Regions from separate parts of the Hordeum vulgare genome. Here region 1 is linked to region 2. A link is a contact called in public Hi-C data. All regions are on one chromosome and are shown on one strand. The core of a region is the stretch at or near the end of the contact, and the rest is flanking DNA. Distances in the headings are between cores, read along the strand shown.

Region 1 (5,207 bases), core at 807-3,306, 190 kb before region 2:
GTTGAGTCATATTCATGTGAAATCATGTATCCATCATCAAACAAACAATGAGTCTTCCATTTTCTAAATTACAAGTGTCATTTTTGAAGTAATGAATGAAAAATAGAACTGTTTTGGACTCATGATTTTGAACTGAGATCCACCTAGTTCAGATCATTAATCCTAGAACATTACATGTCTGCACTTATTTTATATATTTTTTACGGAGACAGTGATATATTGTTAAATTTTCTTGCTTATTAAGATAGAAACATTCCAAGTAATATGAAATTTCCATATTATTATTTTTCATGCTGGTTCGTAGGATCACACAAAACCGAGTAGTAAACATTTTACCATGGAGAACTATATAGTCTACTATTAAGTAATCTGCAAGTTTGAAATGGAGTGACCTCCCTCTATCTATAATCTTTTTCGACAAATTATTCTGCTACCTTATATGTATGCCGGTTTGCACAATGAAACTTGTCTATCTTCACTAGCCAATTACGTACAGCTCTGCTTTGTACACAGAAAATTTAATCCGATACCACCCATGCTTGCCTTTTTTCCTGGGAAAGAAAGGCAATATGTAATCAGACTGGTATACGCTTGTCTGACAGCTAAACACCAGATTTTGAAAAAAAAAACGAAATATGTGGAAACACGCTTGGATAATTCTTTGTGTTTCTCTAGGAATCTATATCTCCTGTGTAAGTGTTGACAAGAAAATCTTAAAAACTTCATCCCTGCCAGTAGCAAGAGAAAAAGGCAATATATATGAAGTTCTGTTCTCACTTAATTTGAGGCAGCCACAACTCATCGCACGAAAGCCCAAATACCCAAAAGACACCATCCCAGAAAAACCGCAGCAAACCAGCGACAAGACATCCATACAGTAACCGTTTTGCCTGGATCTTCCGTGTAACAAGCTACTGGATGCTGAGAATCAATCCATCAATCGGTCACCAGACGCATCCGATGTCTACGTGATGCGATGCCTGCATGCCGTCCCCTCGCAGCAGATAACCGTCAAAATTGATCCAACGGGAAACGGTCTCCGTTGGTTCGGAGATCTACGGGGAGAGGCCAATCGACGAAGCCGGTCCTAGCTAAGTATGGCATAAACCCCTGATTTAATTAACCCAAAGTTCCCGGCCAGCCGGCCCATTCATGCCGGCCATGTCTCAGACCCCATGGATTCACGACGACCCGCAGATCTAGGGCGAACTCGCCACGCGAGAAGCCAAGGTGCAGCGACCCAAACCAAAACCCTAGTAAACTTCTGGAAGAATTACTTCCGGTAGGCCGAAGCCGGACACACACACCCCTGATCGAGCTTCTCCGGACACGGATCCGCTGCGTCTGAGCCCCCCGGGAAACCAAACTCTGCGGGAAACCCCAAGCGACCGTCCAACGGCCCGGAGGAGGCCAGATCTAGCAAAGCTAAACCCCAGCGTACGCATCGATCCTGCTGTGTTTTATATATGCTCTCGAAATTACGTGCGTGTGTGGGCGTATATACCTCTGGCCGCTGCAGAACTCGTAGAGCTTGCCGCGGTTGGAGAAGATGATGAGGGCGACCTCGGCATCGCAGAGCACGGAGAGCTCGTAGGCCTTCTTGAGCAGGCCGTTGCGGCGCTTGGCGAAGGTGACCTGGCGGTTGATCTTGTTCTCGATCCGCTTGAGCTCGACCCGGCCCCGCCCCATGCCGCCGCCGCCGGCCGCCGCGTCCGGTACCGCTAGCTCCAGATCGATCAGCCTCCTCCTCCTCCTGCCACCCACGCCACGCGCCTCTCAGCCGCTCCCACACCACCACCTCCGTCCACCAAATCAGCTCAGCTAACCGAGAAGCGAAGAGAAGCTAGCTCTCGCGCGCGCGCTGGAGCGGAAGGGAGAGGGGAAAGGGGAAAGGGAAAGCGGGGGAGGGGGCTGGACGGGATGGGGGCGGAGCGGTGGGGGAGGCGGGTTAAAAGCGGGGCTGGGCGAGTGATTAGGGCGCTGCGCACACCACCATTGCCATTTCCGTCAAGGTGGGAGCCGCGAAACCCTAGAGCCCGCTCTCTCTCCTCCCCCGTTCCGTCGCCCCCCCCTGCCCGCCCCGTCGCTGTCGCCCCCGCGCTGGCCTCTACGTACACGCCACCCCCCCTCTCGCCACCTTTTCGATCGCCCGTCAAATCCAACCCCGTGGCCCAATCCACACACACACTACAGTACGTACGACGCTGCCAGACCACACACACCTCCTCCTCCTTTTCTCTCTCTCTCTCTCTCTCTGTATCCGGCTGCCATTATTCTGGTGTGGTGGGGTTGGGTTGGTGGGCGGACGAGTCGGGGCTCGACAGGTGCAGGGAGGAAAGCGGGGGGCTTTTCCGGGGGGAACCTCGGGGCGCTGTGGTTTCGGGCAAGGGCCTCGTTGCTGCCTGCCGATCGATCGATCGATCGAACGAGCTCATATATATTCCTCCTGCCTCAACTCGACGCGCCCGTCGTGCATGTTACCGTAGTTCGCGCAGACAGGAGGGGACGAGGCGGGCGCACGCGTGTTAATTTTTGCCCGGGAGAGAGCCGCGCGCGTGTGTCGTATATATGGGCAGTTGCGCGTAAGCCGGCCGGCCGGGGGCTTCCGGCTCGATCCGCTTCCGTATTCGTGCTGCGGAATGTGCTCCGTTCGGGAAGGAGGGATCCAGCTTTCGGGTCAGCTTGGTCTCTACCTATAGCTTGCTTGCTCGATCGCTCGCTCCGGTTTCGGCTCAGCTTTGATCCAGTTCCGTGTGGTTTACCTACCGTCAACTCGTCTCTGCACAGGCAACGGATCGTTGCCGTTTTTATTTTCGCTTGGACCGGCGCTGTTTTTTTTTTTTTTTTGCATCCTTTTTGATTGGATGCTCTAAAAGCGTACGTGTACGTCGGCTGTTTGCCGGTAGACGTGCTGCATCTGGTTACTCTTCGAGTGTGTAGTGGTACTCTTTTTTTTTTTTTTGCGGGAAGAGTGTGTGGTACTTTTTGATGCAACGAACGGAGGACATGACTCGTCAGGGGAAAGATCATATTGCAAATCCTACCATCGTATGAGGTTTTAATAATGCTTTAGAAAAAATGTAGTACTATGTGGAAAGATAAAGCACACATTTGTATACATCTTATAGCTGGATTATGGTTGAGCGAGACTGGTCTGATTTCAACATGCTTTTGCTCTTATGTATACGTTTTTTTATTTTATTTTGCGGGTAAGAGATGGCTTTATTGATTAAAGCTAGAAATAGTGATACAACTGTTGGCGACGAATATCGAACGCAGTTGGGGGACATCGCGTCGCATAAAAAAAGATGTATAGTTCTCTCCTGCTTACCTGGTTAGATTATGAGTTACTACAGCATTATGTCCACGGCGGTCTCTGAGAAAAGAAAACATTACACTCTCTATGAGTGTTCCGAATTCTACAGGTTGGAATTTGAATGATCACAACATTTTATCGATGTCGAACCGGTCCTCCAAGCTTGTTACTGCATTCAATACAAGGAATGAACCCGATTCGAAGTAGGGAGGCAATGCAATGCATTCCAAACATAATCGCAGACCCTCCAAGGAGACGATCACCTCGGCGTCTTTGATGTCTTGCTAGGTTTTGTTTTTTTGACTATTTATTGTAGGGCAACAGTTCTTTATTCCAGAAAAATTGTCCAGGCTTGTTTAAATCCGCTTCCATCCGGAGTCAAACCCAGTAGTACCTGGGGTGCTAAGGTCGATGCAACCAGTAGGCTACATGCATGTTCGCGGTGTCTTGTTAATAATTCCTTCACGTATCGAGTTCAGTGTTTCTGGAGGGAAAATCCATCGTCTTCGATGTGTAACCCGATTGCATCCTAGCACTAGAAATTCCGTAGTTTAAGAGATGGATGCATAGGCCAATCTATTGCATTCACTTCTAATCCCCAGTCTAAACCTATACTTCTGCACGTTCAACTTAAAATTTCTCATACATGGCCTTTAATGAATGATTGGAAAACATGGAGTACAAGATAAACACATGTAGTATTAATTATATCACGAGGGGCACAAAATGGAGTTGAGGGTGCTAAATTGGTCTACTCTATCAATTTTTCCCCAAATACTGTTAAATAGTATGTGTTAATAAAAATAAATAAATTTGTTTTTGTGAGGGTGGGGGGCATGACCCATTTTGTCTGCCATTGATCGCATGTTGAATCCTTTGTAAATTCGGAAAACATGATTATTGAAAATCTGGCACTATGGAATAATTGTTTGACTCTTAAAGTTTGCAATGTTATTTACTTATGGAATAATTGTCATAGACAGAAAATAAAAAGATATGAAAGGGACAAGCCGATGCCAAATCATACGAAGTTAATGAGAATATTTTTTTTTGCCAAAGCTAAGTTCTAAAAGTTAAGGGCTTCTTTCGGGCGACGTACGTTGACAAAGAAATATATAGAAATTGCATAGTTGAAATACGCCGGCTTGTTCGATCCTAACCAAAACGAAACATTATAAGTTGAAATGAGGCATTTTGATTGTTTTTCATGATAGACATGAAAAACACATGATTTAGGTCAGGCTAGGGTCACTACATCAGACACACGAGGGAGATAAATTTGAGAGAAAATCCATTGGAGCTTAAAATCTCCATGAGGCAGAGCATATATTTGATTAACAATATTACTTTGGGTTCGTCATTCTTTGTACGATATTGTAATCCTGCGTCGGGTATTGACCTGGCCATTCCATAGAAGGGTGATTGCTTAGTGTCGTATCGCCATCACACGAAAATTCGTCGTATGTATAGCAATGCTCTGAACTTATGTCCATGATCAAGGCTGGTCCGACGGATCGGTCTAGTAGCATGTACCTTGTTGCAGAAATCACAAAGATGATAAAGGAGCGACACTCCCAAGTTCAGAAGATGAGTCGTGCGCAGAACAAGGTTGGACATGCTATGGCAGCTATAGGGCGTGGACAGCAAAGGACGGCTTGTTGGCTCGCAAATGTTCCTCAAGAGATTAGCATTGTCTTTATTAGTGATTGTAAAACTATGATAAATTCAGTAATGAAATGCTTTCCCTCGTGAAAATTAAAGTATAGCAATGCTCTTTGGTTAACTTCATTAATTCCCACATGTTAAGTGTCTTATATCCGAATTTAGGAAGAAATAAAATCTGAAGGGTGGAAATCAATTTATTTTCTCTTCAAATTTTAATTCTATACTT
Region 2 (5,763 bases), core at 1,208-3,707:
AGGCTGCAGCGCAGAGGATGGCCAGATTGTGGCCTTTGTCAGATTTGCAAGCAGGAGCCGGAGTCGGTGCCCCATATTATGTTCAAATGTCGTTTCTCTATGAGGGTGTGGAACTTCAATTTTAGTTGGCTGGGTTGGCAATCTTCGACCCTCTCTTGGGTCGACCTTCAGACGGTGAATCAATGGTGGGTCTCGAATGAGGAACGACCAGGCAACTCCACGAAGGCGATCAACTCTCTGCAGATGCTCGTTTGTTGGGAGATATGGAATGAGAGGAATGCTCGGGTCTTTCGAAACAAGGCTTCCTTGCCGTCGCGGGTGGCGGCGTCGATCAAGGATGAAGCAAAGACGTGGGTAGTGGCGGGTGCTAGGTTTATGGGTAATATTTTACCGGGAGAGCGATCCCCTTGCTCCGGCCTGAGTGGTCTTGTAACCTTAAGACAATGTTCTTCTGTCTTCTTAATTAATGAGATGAGGTAGAGCTTTTGCCTTCGTTTAAAAAAATATGTGTCAAGTCAGGGTGAAAGGGCTTAAGGGAGATGAAGTCTTCGTCGGAACCGTGGTGTGCGCTCGGTCGACGTGAGAGTTCTTTTAAAGTTGGGCCGCGTGTGTGTATCTTTATGTATGTATTCGGATCGTTGTGTAAAATAAAGCCAAGATACAGGCGTTCGTCGTCGGTAAAATCATGATGTCTCCTTCGTCTACCTTCGTTCGGCGTTTCGCCGGGAGGCTGCTCGGCGTGTGTGTCGTCGAGGAGGATTGGTCCGGGATTTGTCCCAACAACGAGAGGATAGCTAGCATGTGAGGATGTGACAGCAAGCTGCCCCTGCTTCCCGCTGTGCATCGGTGCTTCATTGTGCTCCTAGTCTTTTTTTTTGAAACGAAAGCAAAAGCTTTACCTCATCACATTAATAAAGAAGGGGTTTGAAACACAGTTACGAGGTCCATTACTCCTTCACAAATGACCGACGACCCACAGCCTACTCTCATGGCATGATCGAACTCAGTTTTTTTTTTTGCTCCGGCAAGTATCCAAATCCTTGCTTCGCTCTTAATCGATGCAACCATCATATTTGGCATTGTGCTCCTAGTCATTGGGCACTAGTGGTGCGGGGCGAGAGAGAGACGGCACCGTCCTAGTCTCCTAGAGGTGGCGGCAGCAGCGTAATAGAGAGAGGGAGGGGGACGGATGACGGATCGATGCCGCCGTGCCCGGGAGGAGGGCTGCCGCCTGCAATCTGGCTGGCTCCAATGGCTATGTCTTCCTCCCTTCTTCTACAGTAACAGTGGCTTCGAGTAGGAAAAGAACGCGAGAGCGAGAGCGAGAGAGAGTAATGTGTTCCCTGTAGCGAGAGATCAGTGCGTAAAAGTGTTCCCTGTAGCGCGGCGCGGCTCGCCCGCGACAGCGAGCCCGGGCGGCTCCAGACCCACACGAGGTAGGATCTTGCCGATATTCGCACGTCACGGGCGCACCGCACTGGTGGCGGGCGAGCCGGCGACGGCGAGCCGCCCCTTTCATCGGCGAGGGAGGAGTGGCCGGCACGGAAATCTGCGTTCCGTCAGGTGGTCTGAAACCGACGTACAACGTAGCGATGGAACGTGCAGTGATTTCTGAGTAGAGGGAGGCCGCCATACTTGCTACTACTTGCGCAGGAGCAGGTGCAGGAGTCCGACCGTACTGCAGGTTTGGTCTTCAGCGCCAGTGCACTATGGACATGTAGCATGTCCTAGGTCACAAGACTCAGGGATTTGCAAGTACTGCTGCACGTTGCATAATCCATGTCCCAGGCTCTCTATGAAATCTGATCAGGTCAGGGCCAAATCCACGTTGCTAAAATCGCCGATCGAAGCGACGTCGCCAACCAACACCCTGAAAAGATATTTTACAGCGCAAAGATTATGACGAGTGAAATTGATGGCCTTTGTCAACAAGGCAGGTGCTTGATTATGGGGCACAGTTGCCTATATGTGCAAAGATGTCGACACAAACGGATCGACGGCGCATCAATTGGACATGACATTGACACCGGTGGAACCAACGGTCCGATCATCAGCTAAAACTTGCAAGAAATGGAATTCCACGAATCTACATGTGATGTCTCAGGGTTGGTGCCCAAGCCGTGGGCAGTATGCTTTTGCTGCGGCCGCGCCATATATGTAACTGCCGGACAATAGAGGTCCTTGGGAAGGACTAGCATGTGAGACGAGGACTCATCAATGGCCGGCCGGCGGCTGGGTTTTGGGCGGGCTGCTCGTGCATCGCGCGCGCAGGAGACACACGGCTGACGGCTTGCCGTGTATGGATGAATGTGCTCCTCGAGTCGTTGGACACTGGTGGCGCTGCTGATGCTGAGACGGAGAGAGACACGGCCGGGTAGCCCCCTAGCGCTAGCAGTAGCCGAGAGAGAGAGGGACTGATAGCGCAATCTGACTGCGATGGTTCCCTCTCTTCCTCTAACTCTTAGAATAAGAAAGATAGACAGAGGCAGCGACACACACAACGTCTTCACCCACTGTAGCGGCGCGACGCCGGAGCAGTGTCCGGGAGGGCGACGGGGTATCATCGCCCGCTCGCAAGCTTGCGAACTCGCGTCCTGTCCCCGTCGGGTGGGCCCGGAACAAGTAATCTGTGAGGCCTTCTTTTTTCATGGGATTGCAATACCACATTCACATTGATACAGAGAACTTGATTCTCAATTAAAAAAAAACTTGTTGAAAATAATTTGACATGTACTATCATATTTTGATCTTTCTTTTCGGACGAAGGCTTATGCCCGTCCTTCCTTAAACTAAAGCCCTGTGATATTTTGTTTCCCTTGTTTATTTGCCCAAAAAAACCTGGACCTCACTCGATCCAACTTCGGATCGAATGAATTAACCAAAAATACTGCGGGAGTTTTACCGCAGTATTATTGGTTGATATGGACCATTCGTTAGCACTGAATTAATGACCCTTGTTAATTGGAGGATACCAGAGAACAACTCGAAGCAAAACACCATGGCCAGGCCAGCAATGGAGGGTTCTCCTCCCCGGTTGCACCGGCATTGGCACCAGGGGCCGTTGTAAAAGCATCTATAGCCGAACTTAGTAAATATGATCTCGTAAACGTTCACGGACGCGTCGGATCAATGATCGGGCTTGTCTTTTATTTGTCCGTCTGCAAAGTCATTCTTCTTATTTTCTTCCTTATATGTCCGGTCTCTGACATGACTGGTCGAGAGGAAGAAAGAGAGAGAGAGAGAAATGAATGAATAAATAAAAAGAAAATATGGTTCAGGGTGAGGTCGCGTTCTACGTGGCGGACTGACCGGGCGCATCGGACACGTTCGCGAGCCCTCGTATCCTTCCTACATTTGAGATGAATATGAAGGGTGCCGGTCAGTCCGGATGTTTAGAATGAAAGTGGGGATCCGGTTGGATCAAATTATTTTTGACCGGACACTAATCGGAAGGACGTTCCACACATTTGAGGAGGATCTAGAGGGTGCGGATGTAGATGTTCTAACAATGCGGTTCTATCCTACCCAGACCAGTTAATCATGCACGAACCGAACGGTACGGACGAGCGGGTTCTTGGCAAAGCTTGCATGATGCAGGAGTTGTCAGTTTTGATGAAGAAGACTGTACCGTACGCCTGCACACTCCTGGTCTGCGCCTGTGCTTCGTGGACACGGCGGTAATGGCCAACGTGAGTACGTACAGGGCGGCTTGCGATAATAATTGCCTTGTTGTTAGAGGAGAGATCTCCTGCGACTAAATGCGTCTCCTGTACGTACCACGTCCTAGGTATCAGACCCATATTAGATCTGCAGGCTGGCGCCTCATCAAAAAACTTGACAGAAGACGCAGCCAGCCACAGAAACAATTGCCGTGCCCACGGCCACCAGTACTCTTTCTTACTCGACAGTGCCTTGAATGCAAATTTACGTGACGCGCTAGGTAACAACACACAATGGTTCAAAAAGTACTGTCAGGTGCCCTGAATGCTCTTCATGGTCTCGCGTTTGGGTCACCTAGGAAAAATAACATCAACTATAGAGGCCAACCTACAGCAGCTAAGCCTGCTAGCATCATGGCCGTGTTGTGTCACTGTAGCAGTTCATCCCTTGTCGGTTTGAGTTACTGACGCGGCGGCCATGCACGTACGTCTCTTTGACCGGAGGTCGATGTGCAAGGCGTCCGGCCGATCCAGCAATGGAGCGTGCTAACTACTAATCGACGGCTCATCAATCGGACATGACACTGGGAAGTGACGGCCCAATCATCGGCTAAACCTTGCAAGAAATGGAGATCTACATGTATGTAGTACTGTCTCACGGTTGGTGTCTAAGCCGTGGGCGTTATGCCTTTGCTGCGCTATATATGTAAGTAGAGTATGTAGTAGGACTTAACTGTCCAACAGTAGAAGCCGTTGCAAAGGACTGATTATGTACTCGACCGCCCGCTAAAAGTTGCTTTGCCCTTTCTACTTGAGTGAGCAAAATAAGTGCATGGCGTACGTGCACCCTTTCTTGCTTGCTAGGTCGTCACTTTAGTCTAGCTAGATCTACCGAGTGCACCTAGCAAGAAAGAGTGCACATACGCCAAGTTAATCGATCATTTATTCAATTAATCGAACAATTGATCAGTTAATTGACTACTCGATGATCTAACGAGTAGAGATTAATTGATCGATTAATTGGTTAATCGGACGAATTCTGTCGAGAGAGAGCTACAAGACTGACGAACGATTTCCATGCGGGGCGCACTGATTTTGCTGTAGAAAAGACCGCGTGAGTTTCAGAATTTCCCGCGTGAGGCACCTGGAAAGGCAGCAGTGTCACTGGACGTGGAAGGGAGCCCACGTGGATAACACGGGGGAGCACGTGACGTGGTGAGAGCGAGGCGACGGAGCTCTTGAATGTGCGGTGGGACTTTGGTTGGACGGCGGCTGCGTCCCGCCGGACGGCTTGCCGTGTCTGTATGACATATGAATGTGCTCTCTTCGATTGAGTCGTTGGCCGGACACTGGCGGCGGTGCTGATGCATGCTGAGATGAGACGAGGAGAGAGACAGATCACAAGACTAGCCCTAGCGGTAGAGCTAGCTAGAGGGATAGATCGATGCTGCCATGCCATGCCATGCCGGGGAGGAGAGGGTTACTGCATCTGCAATCTGTGGCTGGCTCCAATCCTCGCTTCCTCCCTCCTTCTACGTTACTAGTAGCATCGAGTAGGAAAAGAGTCAGAGAGCGAGTGATCAGTGTGTAAAAGTGTTCACTGTAGCGACGGCGAGGCCAAGCGGCGCCTGACCCACACGCTCGCGCTTTGATGGATCTCGCCGATATTCGCACGTCACAGGGCAGTGGTGGCGGGCGAGCCGGCGACGGCGTTTCACATCGATCAACAGCTAAAGGCTCTCTTCGCTCCACATACATACATATACTTGAATGTTGGCCGGCCTGCCTCCACGCAGATGACGCCACGCCGGAGCAGCGGCCGGGACGGCGACGCTCGCGAGCTCCGTTGCTCTCGGCGCACGCACGGAAACTCCGCTCGCGCGCGTTGTTGGGGCACAATACGTGCATGAGCTGTGCCGATCCAGGTGGTGTCAAGTGAAACACACCATGGACACTGTGAGAACGTTGCGGCTCTACTTCTACCAACACACGGGCATCAGTGGCATGATCCATACGGACGGAGGTGTTCTCAGCAAGGCTTGCATGCGCGACGCGGGAGTTCGTCAGTTTTGATGAAGAAGACTGTACCGTACGTCTGCACACT

The links. A called contact is a pair of places that touch in the nucleus more often than the background predicts.
Region 1: a contact with region 2 is called in a Hi-C map of leaf, with 2.0 times the contacts expected there. The contact joins the promoter of LOC123399777 here to the enhancer-like site in region 2. A contact is called at or near these places in 2 of 6 Hi-C or Micro-C datasets (leaf and seedling).

Annotation. Positions count from the first base shown.
Region 1 is chr5H:488,373,738-488,378,944 of MorexV3_pseudomolecules_assembly, reverse strand. LOC123399777 (MADS-box transcription factor 8-like) reads right to left here and starts at 2,056. Exons shown (of 8, transcript XM_045094160.1): 1 at 1,505-2,056. The coding sequence starts at 1,689.
Region 2 is chr5H:488,182,640-488,188,402 of MorexV3_pseudomolecules_assembly, reverse strand. No RefSeq gene overlaps it. Among protein-coding and RNA genes, the nearest start is that of LOC123399775, 50 kb to the right of the region's middle. Within about 2 kb of position 2,457, at least 1 of the 3 cell types and tissues checked has open chromatin away from gene starts, as enhancers often do. A contact at or near this core is called in leaf, where this site is marked.